2 separate regions of the Rattus norvegicus genome follow, and region 1 is linked to region 2. Evidence: chromatin contacts called from public Hi-C data. All regions are on one chromosome and are shown on one strand. The core of a region is the stretch at or near the end of the contact, and the rest is flanking DNA. Distances in the headings are between cores, read along the strand shown.

What was found. A called contact is a pair of places that touch in the nucleus more often than the background predicts.
Region 1: a contact with region 2 is called in a Hi-C map of Schwann cells, with 6 times the contacts expected there. The contact joins the enhancer-like site here to the promoter of Pcdh17 in region 2. A contact is called at or near these places in 2 of 12 Hi-C or Micro-C datasets (Schwann cells and mammary epithelial cells).

The regions. Positions count from the first base shown.
Region 1 is chr15:66,869,927-66,877,311 of GRCr8, forward strand. No RefSeq gene overlaps it. Among named protein-coding and RNA genes, the nearest start is that of Pcdh17, 240 kb to the left of the region's middle. Within about 2 kb of position 5,040, at least 4 of the 93 cell types and tissues checked have an H3K27ac peak or open chromatin away from gene starts, as enhancers often do. A contact at or near this core is called in Schwann cells, where this site is marked.
Region 2 is chr15:66,630,708-66,637,188 of GRCr8, forward strand. Pcdh17 (protocadherin 17) reads left to right here and starts at 2,435. Exons shown (of 6, transcript NM_001107279.1): 1 at 2,435-2,568; 2 at 2,639-5,270. The coding sequence starts at 2,706.

The DNA.
Region 1 (7,385 bases), core at 3,790-6,289, 240 kb after region 2:
AATAAAGTGTTTATTTAAGAGTACGGAGCAGTTATCAATCTTCCAAGACACGGGAAAGCTGACTTTGTCAATATTAAATATGTGAACAATTTATAGAGTTCACTGATACAGGCTTTAGAATAATCTCTAGCTCTAGCCACCCTGGAATCATCGTTTACCAGCAGTGAAAGCTGCTGAAAGCCCTTCATTTTCATAGCTATACAGCACATCTCTGCTTGTGATTTATTATTGAAAATTTAGACCCAGAAAAATAAGGCATTTTACTAAAGTCCTTGCTGGATGAGGGGGACCTAAGATACATAGACAGAAATAGAATATCAATCAACCAGACCCCTCCAGAGCTTCCAGGGACTAAACTACGAACCAAAGTGTACACATGAAGTGACCCATGGCTCCAGCCCCATATATAGCAGAGGATAGCCTTGTCAGACATCAATGGGAGGAGAGGCCTTTGGTCCTGGAAAGGCTTGATGCCCCAGTGTAGGGCAATGCCAGGGCAGGGAGGCAGGAGTTGGTGGGATGGTGAGGGAGCACCCTCACAGAAGCAGGGGGAGGGAAGATGGTATAGGGGGTTTCCAGAGGGGAAGCTGGAAAAAGACTTAACATTTGCAATGTAAATAAATAAAATATTTAATTAAAAAGAAAATAGTAAAAGTACTAACTTAAAAAATTCATAAACAATATCTACCTATAATATTTTAAATCTTTTATTTTCTATACCGTGGAAGGAACTAAATGTTGGGATGTAGAGATGGACATTCATTTCAAATTTAAACAATTTTATTTGCCTGCATGAATAAAAGCTTTAAGTGTTTTCTAAGGAATTAATAATAATTCTAAGGAATTAAAATGAATTTAGGTAATCTAATATATAATGACAATTTCAAAATTCAGAGTCTAATAAACTTTTGAAAATTGAAAAATACTTTGCAGATTTTAAGCTGTATCTTCTTTTCCACCTAAAGAAACCATTTCTAGTTTTTCCCTTAAGTTCCATAGATCTTCTCTTTTGATGTACACATTTCTTTTCTCCTCTCCTTTTACTTTGATTTTCCAGAAGTAAAAGGATCCTTTAAACTTGGTTTGCTCTCAGCAAAATATCAGATTACTCTTCTTTACGTTTTCAGTGATAAATGAAATTACTTTCTCATTAAGGATTTAAAAACAATACAAAAACAACAGAGCGATATCACAGAAAAAAGAAAATATTGAAACCTAATTCTTTATACCTTAAGAAAAGTGTTATATTTAGGTCAAGAAAACTCATTATGTCTCATGGCATGGAATTAGTTTTATTTTGGTTTAGAAGGCTTATTAATCAGTTTCATAATGGTGGGGAAAGTCAAAAGTTTTCTAATAATGAAAGTGCTGTTGTCAAACATATTCAAGACAAACAGTCGCAATTTTCTCTAGCAGAGCCACCTCCCATTTTCCACTCCATGTTGTACTCTGATCCACTGAAGATTGAGATCGTTATCAGTCTGCTTCCTCAGCTGTGAACTGTAGTCCACTGTTCAAGTTCAGATGGCAGAAGGAAATAGAGTCACATTGTATCTCCCTCTGCCCCCGTGCACTTCAGCTGTATTCTGTGGAAATGACTAAGCCTTTGTATGACAGAATGGAAAGAGGCTTGAGCTCCTTTGTCCCAAGAACTAAATAAAACCTGTAGGCAATACAGTAGCTTCCAGTTATCACTCATCTTTAAGCAAATATTCCAAATTCTTATATACTGAAACGAATGTCTGTGTAGGGTTCTATCATTAAAATGTTTATATTGAAATGAGTCGTGTCTTCTATTGAATGAGTGTTCATACACCACACGGCACCAAGGCTAGTCTCAAGAAACAGATTGACAAGGTGAGTGTGTGAGACTGGGCTCTCACAGACATAATGGACAGAAATGTTTGGTGGTGAATAAACAAATTTGTAACTAAGGAGACTGAATTGCAGTGTGCAGATTTTAGGTTGCCTAAAAGTTATGACATGGAATGTTATATTGAATATATCTAGCACTATTGCAAAGATTATGTATGAGGTAGATAATAATAAATGATGAACTGATGATTGAAATTATATATATACATACACACACATACAGAGAGATAGATGAATAGGTAGGGAAAATTTTAAATTTCAAAATTGAAATAGGTTGAGAATTATATAATTCCTATTGATCTTGATGTGCTGTTTTATTTTTAGTTTTTATTCAAGAAGTCTCAGTTAAGACATTGGATTTAGATATATTGTCTTATTGGTAATCCTAGGAAGTCCAACGAAAAGAATCTTGGTGACCATGGAATTAAAACAAATAGCAAATGGTAATGTATAAAAATATTGTATGTATCAGATTATAGTGTATATAGCCGATAAGTAACAAACATAGTATTCTGCAGAAAACTACACAGAATACACTATCCACATATGCATACACATATGCATATATGCTACTTACATATGAAGCCCTAATAGTCTCTGAGGGCATTTTAAAAATGTAATCTTCTTATAGCCATGAAGCAGAGAGTGGTTAGGGTTAGAAACATGTTTCAACTCGTTGTTTAGAATTCTGAAACTCCAATTAAATGCTGAGCTCACTAAGCATTTTGTAATAAAATTCATGACTGATAGGGAGTATAGTTATCCTCAGATAGGGATGCAAAAATCAGGAAGATAATCAAGGAGCATATACCTATCCTTCCTCAATCCCCATGTTAGTGGAAGAAGCTGTCTTCCAAGAGACAGGTATTGCCAAATGTATGTCAGTAGCCAAAATATCATGTTTCATTGAGGCCTTTTTAAAAGCTTCAATATAAGTCATTTAATAAATTTGTCCTATGTTGTTATCTACAGTGGGGGATCTAACATCCCTTCTGTTTCCTTGGTGACCAAAAAATAACACTTATCATCTCCCTAAATTTATACTGTTCATTTATTCTTCTGTTCCAAAGAGTATTTGATTAATTAATTGCATTCTTGTATCCTCGCCTTAGGCTCTGATTTCAAATATTTTTTAATTCAATTTAATTTGCTTACATAAAAATATAGTTTATTCTTTTGCCTCTTACACAGGAAATCATTTTAAAAATTCCAACTAGTGATTGAACAGAAAGTATCTTCCAGTTGTCTTCTTTGTACACATTTACTACCCCACTTCCGGCTGGTGGTCAGTGTAACCATTCACAGTCCTATAAAATATGTTAACTCTGACCAAAAAGAACATTTTGCTGTTAAAGTATGGCAATATATTTATACTAACAGAAATTACCCACGTTATAATGTATTTTGTCATAAAAAGTAACTAGCCAGGTGATTTTTATGCGGTTACTAACTAGCTGATTATGATGCAGATTAAGGAAAAACAGCTATAGGATAGGAATGCTGACCTTCAAAATTCATAGTAAACTTTAAATTAAAATAAATAAAAACTAAAATTAAAACATAATGGTTTATCTTTCTTGTCCAGAGTACAGAGGTCTGAAAACCAAGAAATGTTGGTGAATCTTTTCTCAGTACATAAATATTGCAAAGAATACGATGTTTTTTTCTCCATGAGCATCTTAGGGTTTTACTGCTGTGAACAGATACTATGATCACAGCAACTTTTATAAGGACAACACTTGATTGGGGATGGTTCATAGGTTCAGAGGTTCAATCATTATCATCAACATGGGAACATGACAGCATCCTGGCAGTCATGGTGCAGGAGGAGCTGGGAGTTCTAGGTCTTCATCTGAAGACTGCTAGGAGAGTACTGACTTCCAGGCAGCTAGGATGAGGGTCTTAAACCCCACACCCACAGTGGCACACCTATTCCAACAAGGCCACACCTCCAAATAGTGCCACTCTCTAGGCCAAGCATACTCAAACCACGACAATGAGAGTTTGTAAAAGTCTAGTGAATGATGCTAGATCTACATCAAAAGCAACATCCAAGTTGGGATAACTCAGAAGCTTAAACTTCATCTGATCTTAAAGCTGTTGTTACTGCTGCTATTTCTCCTTTTTCTTCTCTTTTTTCTTCTTCCTTTTCTTCTCCTTCGCTTTCTTCCTCTTCCTCCTCCTCTTCCTCATCCTTTTCCTTTTCAGTATACTTATTTAGGATGTGCACTACTTTATTGTTTTACTTTTCATTTTTGATTAAAATGTGATAACATCACTTCTCTCCTTTCCGTCCTTCCTCCAGTCTATTTATGCCCTGCTGAGTTCAATACCACCAGATATATTGCTTTGCTTAGCAATTTCGGTCCATAAAAAAGAAGATTGGGCTTTTGGGAATGACACCTCAGATCACCAGCCTGCCAGCATTCCCAGAAAGGTGTTCCCTTTCTTCCTCATATAGAGTCCTCAAGTTCTGGGTCTATTGTTCTATTGCCAAATTCAGTGATAATGATTAACTTTTCATGTTAAAACCTATGCTAAAAAATGAAAGAAAATTTACTGAATAATTTCAAGAAAAAGCACAGCATACTGTTGTTCAGGAATCTGAAACCTAAGCAAACTTATATTCAATAAATATATCTTTACCTAGTGAGGTCTCTCAGACAGAAGAAAATCTCTGTATAATGAAAACCAATGTGTGATGAACAGTAGTCTTTAAATTTGAGGAACTTTTTCTTCTGTGCTTAAAATCTGTTTACATACAATCCTTGGAATCTTTAAAATATCTATTGAGAAAAAATAAGAAAAAAGTAAGAAGTGTGATTGTAGATTATATAGCTTAATATTGTATTTGTTCCTGAGTTAAATCCACATGGATCAGAAATGTTATTTCTGTATAAATATGAAAAGAATCATAAAAGAAAAGTAGTACTGTGCAATATTTTTAATGATGAAAATGAATTATGTCAGTGAAGAGGTCAATTATGTGACATAAATAGTGTACTTTGAGTTGTCTACAAAGAACTATTTATGCAGCTAGTGAGACACTGGAAGTATTGCGGAGAAAACAGTTGAATCACATTTGGCATCCCTCACTGTGGAGTTAAGAGCTCCACTATTCAACCGATACTTAGCTGAGGCAAGGATCCCCATGAAGTCTATGAAGTGATTCTCTGTTAAACAATAGCTCGCTGAGAATGTTCCTGGTACATTATGCTTAACTGTTACAGCGTTGCACAACTGGTTCTTATTATAAGCGAAGCTTTTCATAAAGAAAACCTTGTGACTTATTAATATGGAAAATCATTATGGAGGAATTTTCACAAAACCAAATGATGACCCTTTCAAGTTGTCCTCAGACAGTCCAGTAGGGAAACATACATTTTCAGGGATACATTCAATTCTAAACCATGTATCATTTTCTTTCCTCTGTCAATGCACTAATTTCCTTGACTTTTCACCTTTATCAAGTCCTCCCTTTAATACCACCCTCTTCATTTTTGTCTTCAATATTTTCTTTTATATATTCCCATAAACATTGCTTTTCTTTCTCTGTTCCAGTCATTTTTCTTATTCCATTTTCTTGGACAGCTTCATCTTATTTCGTTCAAATTTCAAGCTTTATTTTGATTATTCATTGAGAAATGGAGAGCAGAATATACTTAGGGTGGTTTGAAAAAAAGCAGAGCAGAATATAGTTAATAATGATTTTCTACTTAGAAATAAACTTCCTTGTGACAATTCTAAGTATTAAACATTACTGATATCCCTGCGATTATATATTCTTGGTGCTTGCTAAATCATAGTAAAACTATTTTCGGCATTTAGCTCATCTTTTCAAATGAGCATGCAGTGTCTGACTAAATTATGGTTGGTACTGACCTTGCAACCAGAATATGGAAGTTCTAGCTGGCCTGTCTCTCAGTGTTTGCTGAGGTTGAGCAAACTGGCAGTTCATAAGTGTTTGGGGGTGATGATGCACACAGAAAGACATGCATCCAGGACCAGTTGGCCTGTCACTGTGTGCAGCCAAAAAGTCGTCTTGCCAGCTGCTGAGTCCAGAGTTGTTCCTGGCAGACAGAGGCTTCCCTGGAGCAGAAGATATTGAAAGACTTCCCTGTGCATATGGAGGGAGTGTTGATAAAGATCATACCAGGAAGTGAAGGAAGAAAGCATTTCTAATGAATTTCCTACTCCAAGCCCTCACCAAAGACAGGCACAGTTAGACTTACGTCAGGACTTAAGGCATACCTCACTAACTCTGCTTTTCTATAAATAGAGAGTTAAAATGTTTTATAGAAGAAGGCTAAATACAAGTCCAGCAGAATGACTTAGTGGATAAAAGCTGCTTGCTGTCGATCTTGACAACCTGCAGGAAATGAGGAAACGCAGGTTGAGCCCAGGTAAAAGTTGAAGAAAAGACCTGACTTGAAAGTTGTTCTCTGATTTGTTGCACATGCATACCAAGCGCTGACCTGACACTCCTCTTACACATACCACATGCATGATATAATAATAACACCCTTCTTAAAACAGAGACGGCTAATCATAGAAAAGTAAGGTCAGAGTTAAAAGTAAACAGCAGTAGGTGGGGGAAATCATAATGAACATACTATTGCATTTTTGGCAATGCAGGTGGGAATCTAGAGCCTAATGTAGGAACTGACGGGCTAATTTATGGATGAGTAGTACAACTTAAACTAAAACAAACCTTCTCAACCTGTGGGTCGCGACTCTTTTGGGGAAATCGAATAAGCTTTTCTCAGGGATCACCTAAGACCATCAGAAAACAGATATTTATGTTAAGACTAAAACCTAGCAAAATTACACTTATAAAATAGCAACAAAAATATTTTTTACCATCAACAGTGACTGCAGCATGCAAAAATGTATTAGGAATTTTGAGAACCACTGAACTAGAATGTTATGGCCACGATCCCAATCGTTTCCCACTTCTAGATTGACCTAGAACAGTAGCTCCCTGGTTTTGCTGTTATTCTGAAGTCTATCAAATATTTATAAAATGAGGTCTGGCTAGGCAAAGGGATAAGCTTTGAAATTTATAGCTGGCCCTTCTTCCAGCTTATAGTCTCTGCTTTTCAATCAACTATGTGGGAACCGCCATTATTGCACATCGCACTTCACAAAGGCACACCTTTCTGCTTGCATTGCCACCAGATATAAAAGTACGAATCAATGAGCCAAAATTAGCCCTTTTCTCACCCAATTATTTCTGTCAGTGTGTGTGTGTGCGTGTGCGTGTGCATGTGTGTGTGTGTGTGTGTGTGTGTGTGTGTGTGTGTGTGCATACATATATGTTTATGGGTCCCAAGACATCGTCCTTCCTCCCTGTGCTTTCTGCAGTCTCCCTTGACTTATAGACTGGTCTTTCCTAACTATGTCATTGTTATAGTGAGCTTTCTGCTGTCACTGAGGATAGTTTCTAAGTAGAAAAGTATTACATGAAGAATTCTTTTACCGGTTTGTCAATACGTCAATTATATTTCCTT
Region 2 (6,481 bases), core at 1,185-3,684:
ACTTAGCGCGGGCTCTGCGGGCCTAGATGCTCTCCGGTCGGACTCAGCTAGTCAATGACTCTAAAGCTCCGGAGCTGCTGGCCCCGCCCCCGCCTACCGTTTCTCCGCCTCCCATTGGGCGTGGGCCGAGAAGGCAGGGTCTGGCTCCCCACGCCGATTGGCTGGCAGAGAATCAGTATCAATGTTTAAGCGGCGGCGTGAGGTGAATAGAGTCAGTCAGCAAGAGACGCTGGGGAGAGAATCCGGACTGCGAGCCCGGCGGCTGCCGCAGCGGAGGAGGGCAGCTCGGAAACGCTACTCCAACTGTTGAATTGAATTTTCACCTTCCATTTCCTCCGCGTCTTGGCTGGCGGAGATGGATTTATTCGGTTTGAAACCTGCACGTCTTTCTCAGGCTTTGGGGTGATCCTGAAAGGCACCACCGTACCAGACTGAAAGAGACCACTCGTGACAGGAAAAAAAAAAGGAGGAATTAAAAAAAAATAAAGCTCCACAACAGACTATTAGCTATGCACACCGATGCTGGACTTTGTGAACAGAGACCATTGGGAGGAAAATCTTGAACTATGATCCTGGGCTAAGCTGTGATCATTACTGGAAACGTGCCCCTACCCCTAAGACTGAGAGATTTGGGGGCATCTCACGCCTAACCAAGTGGAAAGGTTTTCAAAAACAAATAAATATTCGTAAGCAAAGCAGACGCCTTGTTTTGCAGAGCCTCGGACTCCGGCCGAAAGAGGTAGAGTAAAAGTGCTCCTGGATTCAGCTTTGCCTTCCTCCCCCCACGCTCTTTTTCTCATTTTCTCCTCCCCCCTCCACCCCTCGACGTGAATTTGTGGGGTTTTTTTTTGTTTGTTTGTTTGCTTTTTGTTTTTTTGTTTTTCCTATTGAGTGAGTCAGAGAAAGCCTTAAGAAGAAGCCTCAACTAATGTCTGTGAACGAAGGACCGTGAGGAGAGAGTGAATACGATTCGTTCCTCTGCTTCTGACTCATCCCGCAGATCAGAACACCTGCATTTCTGGATGTGTCATTCCCGTATACCGAGGCGCCTGGAGAAGCGGAAATAATGTGTAGATCAACCCATGCCTAACCTCCCCTTGGAGGTGGAGGTAGTTTCCCCTGGTGGGTGCCCTGGCAGAACCGCGGTGGCTGCAGCTCTTCACCCTCTGCCTTCTCCAAGTCGACCAGAGACCGTGAGAGCCAGACTGCAGAATGCATCACGCCAAGCCTTGATGTATTCCAGCCACCCTACTCCTCCAATTTAAAATACTACTACTAATAATAAGGGGGGAAGCCTACACTGTATTCTCTTCAAATATCCACCACTCTTTTTCCTCGCCAAGGTTTTCTTTTCTAGATGAAAAGGACTGGGAGGCTGGGCCACTGGAAGGAGGTGCTGAATAGAAAGAAAAGAGAGCCACTTGACAGCCCAGCCCTGTGAATGCAGAGACTGTTTCCCTCCTAGCGAGAGACAGGGCGAGTGTGTGTGTGTGCTAGGACTGGGAGGGTAGCTCCCTCCTCCTTTCTCGTCTGCCCCCCCCTCCCCCTTCAAATCTGCACGTCTAACCATGAGTTGCCTGTTGATTTCCTTTCGCCTGGCGAGAGAAGCAAACTGGAATTAAACTGCAGGCAGAAGAGTCTCTGCTTGCAGGAAGAGGATGGGATGGTAGTGGCGGCTCCGGGCTTGGCGTAGAGACACCAGAGTGTTCTACGAACAGACGCGGAGATATATCTCTCTATTTTCTCCTCCCAACAGGCTCTCGGCGCAAATGCTGATCAGGCTGTGGCTTTCTTGATTTTGGGGGAGAACCTTCTCCGAGGAGGAGAAGGAGGAGCTTGGTAAGGGGGAGGAAACTACAAATCGGGACACTTTTTTTTTTCCGCTGCATTTCCTCCCCTCCCTCTGGCTGCTCGGAAAGAAGAGAGAAAAAGAAGAGGAAAAAAAAAAATACTTGGCTCGCAGATGCAGTCCGCTGCCGCCGCCGCTGCCTAAGCCAGCAATGCAAGATTAGATCTTTAAATGCAGCAATACAGTGCCTAAAAGCCGACCATCCTGCACAACGAGCAGACATTTCTCTGTGAGCCAGGGCAGCCTCAAATATACATATGTATCTGTGACTCTTTCTTCGTCCCTACTCATTCCCATCAATCTCGTCACCGAATACCAGTAACTAAAGGATTCCACTTTCTGATCTGCCTGGAGACACACCTCCCGAAGCCCTCCCCCACTCGATTTGAAGAGTATTCTGTAGGCTGCCTGAGGGAGTGGATTTTGCAGCGCCTAGCGGGAGTGAGGAAAACCCACCAATCCTTCGGCTCATTATCATCTCTTCCAGACTCGATTTCCTTTTTATCGCCAGCCTCATCACGCAAGTTTGAACCTCCTGAAGTCCAGGCGGGAGAGACAAAGCCTTGGGCTTGCCCTCAGCCGCAGGGAGTCGCCGCCTTTGCTCGGAGCTGCTGCAGCTTCGCAGCGCGGCTTCATCTCTCTCTGTGCGAATGCTGTAGATCAACAGGTTCGGGCAACTTGAGCGGAATAAGGAGAGACTGCCTGGTGCCGCAGCCCGGGTGCGGAGGGAAGGAAGGACTCGCAGACTTGTGGCTCGCTCCGAGCTCTTACGCTCCGCCCCGGTTCCAGACTGGCGCGCACCCACCAGCTAGCACCTCCAGTCCGGCTGCTCCGGTTCCCACCCCAACGGTCTGGGATGTACCTTTCCATCTGTTGCTGCTTTCTTTTGTGGGCCCCTGCCCTGACACTCAAAAACCTCAACTATTCAGTACCAGAGGAGCAAGGGGCCGGCACGGTGATAGGCAACATCGGCAAGGATGCCCGACTGCAGCCCGGGCTTCCGCCCGCTGAGCGCGGCAGCGGCAGCGGGAGGAGCAAGTCCGGCAGCTACCGGGTGCTGGAGAACTCCGCACCACATCTGCTGGACGTGGATGCTGACAGCGGGCTCCTCTACACCAAACAGCGAATCGACCGTGAGTCCTTATGCCGCCACAATGCCAAGTGCCAGCTCTCCCTAGAGGTGTTCGCTAACGACAAGGAGATTTGCATGATCAAGGTAGAGATCCAGGACATCAACGACAACGCTCCCTCTTTTCCCTCAGATCAGATAGAAATGGACATCTCCGAGAACGCGGCACCCGGCACCCGCTTCCCCCTTACGAGCGCTCACGACCCAGACGCTGGCGAGAACGGGCTCCGCACCTATCTGCTCACCCGCGATGATCATGGCCTCTTTGCACTGGACGTCAAGTCCCGCGGCGACGGCACCAAGTTCCCAGAGCTAGTCATCCAAAAGGCGTTGGACCGCGAGCTGCAGAACCACCACACTCTGGTGCTGACAGCCCTGGATGGCGGGGAGCCTCCACGCTCCGCTACGGTGCAGATCAATGTGAAGGTGATCGATTCCAATGACAACAGTCCAGTCTTCGAGGCTCCATCGTACTTGGTGGAACTGCCCGAGAACGCTCCACTGGGTACGGTGGTCATTGATCTGAACGCCACCGATGCTGATGAAGGACCCAACGGAGAAGTCCTCTACTCCTTTAGTAGCTATGTGCCTGACCGCGTGCGGGAGCTCTTCTCCATCGATCCTAAAACTGGCCTGATCCGCGTTAAGGGCAACCTGGACTATGAGGAGAACGGCATGTTAGAGATCGACGTGCAGGCCAGAGACCTAGGACCTAACCCAATTCCAGCCCATTGCAAGGTCACAGTCAAGCTCATCGACCGCAACGATAACGCGCCGTCCATTGGTTTCGTCTCCGTGCGCCAGGGGGCGCTGAGTGAGGCCGCCCCGCCTGGCACAGTCATCGCCCTAGTTCGGGTCACTGACCGAGACTCAGGCAAGAATGGGCAGCTTCAGTGTCGAGTTCTAGGTGGAGGAGGGACTGGGGGTGGAGGTGGCCTGGGAGGTCCTGGTTCCGTCCCCTTCAAGCTGGAAGAAAACTATGACAACTTCTACACCGTGGTGACTGACCGTCCGCTGGACCGTGAGACACAAGACGAGTACAATGTGACAATAGTGGCCCGGGACGGCGGCTCCCCTCCACTCAACTCCACCAAGTCCTTCGCTGTCAAGATTCTGGATGAGAATGACAACCCGCCTCGTTTCACCAAAGGACTGTACGTGCTCCAAGTACATGAGAACAATATTCCAGGAGAATACCTCGGGTCAGTGCTCGCCCAGGATCCCGACCTAGGCCAAAATGGGACAGTGTCATACTCCATTCTCCCCTCACACATCGGTGACGTGTCCATCTACACCTATGTGTCCGTGAACCCCACTAACGGGGCCATATATGCCCTGCGCTCCTTTAACTATGAACAGACGAAGGCTTTTGAATTCAAGGTGCTGGCTAAGGACTCGGGGGCGCCCGCGCATTTGGAGAGCAACGCCACGGTGAGGGTGACAGTGTTAGACGTGAATGACAACGCTCCAGTGATTGTGCTTCCCACTCTACAGAACGACACCGCTGAACTGCAGGTCCCGCGCAATGCTGGCCTGGGGTACCTGGTAAGCACAGTTCGAGCCCTGGACAGCGACTTTGGAGAGAGCGGGCGCCTCACCTATGAGATTGTGGATGGCAATGATGACCACCTGTTTGAGATCGATCCGTCCAGCGGCGAGATCCGCACGCTGCACCCCTTCTGGGAGGATGTGACCCCGGTGGTGGAGCTTGTGGTGAAGGTGACCGATCATGGCAAGCCCACCCTGTCCGCCGTGGCCAAACTTATCATTCGCTCCGTGAGTGGTTCCCTGCCTGAAGGGGTACCGCGAGTGAATGGTGAGCAGCATCACTGGGACATGTCGCTGCCTCTCATAGTGACACTAAGCACGATTTCGATCATCCTCCTAGCGGCCATGATCACCATCGCTGTCAAATGTAAACGGGAAAACAAGGAGATTCGCACTTACAACTGCCGCATCGCCGAGTACAGCCACCCACAACTAGGCGGGGGGAAGGGCAAGAAGAAGAAAATCAACAAAAACGATATCATGCTGGTGCAGAGCGAGGTGGAAGAGAGGAACGCCATGAACGTCATGAACGTGGTGAGCAGTCCCTCCCTGGCCACCTCCCCTATGTACTTCGACTACCAAACCCGCCTGCCCCTCAGCTCGCCCCGGTCAGAGGTGATGTATCTTAAGCCAGCCTCCAACAACCTGACTGTCCCGCAGGGGCACGCAGGCTGCCACAGCAGCTTCACCGGACAAGGGACCAATTCGAGCGAGACCCCTGCCACTCGGATGTCCATAATTCAGGTAGGAGACTTTTAGAGTAAAGGGGACTTCACTTAAAAGCTCTCGCTGGTGCTGTCCTGAGACCTTTGAATAAGGGGAAACCAGAAGGCCAGCAATAATGCGTGTGGGGTGGGAATTAGTTAATGGAAAGCGGTTCACAGTTTTGACCCTGTGTGCACACCATTCCCTAATCAGAACCCCTCCCTAGTATATAGCTAAAACACACGCCACACCTCTGTTGCATTTTTAAAATGTATTTTTACACATTTTGAAATGATAACAACAGTCAATATTTAAACTTTATCCTATCTGCAGGACTATATTTCTTTCCATAACAGGATTCCCAGAGTAGACCAAAAGGGGGGAAAAAAGTTAATTTCCTTTATGAGTTGTATTCCATTAAAACATTTTATGCTGATATGATATTTATATTCCAAACTGGAGCTAACTTCTTTAATATTGAATAGTCACCAGGTCAGTACTCTAAGCTGTGAGTCAATCTGAAGAAAGTTTTACCTTTGGACACATTAGTTTTATATCTTGAAAGTGTTCTCAGCACATGAATCCCATTTGTTCCTTAACTAAAGTTTCAGCTGCAGCTTGGGAAGTGTGACTCACATGCTAAAGTGCTTTGTACAAGTTAGGCTCAGTGACCAGAAAAAAAAATTCTTTGAAAAAATTTCTCATTGGTTCCAGAGTTTCCTGTGAGCTTCCTGTAGTCACTAGGGCATGAAAAGTCTACCCAAAGTGTCATAAGGTCATTTTTATGCTATTGATGACAGGGAATTAAATTGCAGTGAGTCCCACATGGTTTGTTTCTTGAACTGTTATCTACACATGTTACTAAGCATAAGATGAATGTAAAACCGTTGCCCAAAACGTAGACACTGATTCTTGCAAAGATGGCTATGCTGTGATAGTCCAGTCACCTTCTTGTTCCTTTATTCACTACTGTTGTGCCCCCAAAAATAATTTTTGATTACCATAATATTTAGAACAGGCATGGTTACAAATTCCTCTGAAGGAGCAGGCAATGAAATTTGACATTTGAGGGGGGCAGTTTGAAGTAAATGAAAAGTCATTGGGGTATTATTATGCTTTGAAAAGCTTGTCTCAGTAACGTTACTATTGTTCAGGTGGAGCGTTGAAGACCCATTACCCTGCTAATATTAGTCCATCCATGTCCCAATGCTAAGCAGATACCACTTTCTATGACAGCATAGTGTCCATGT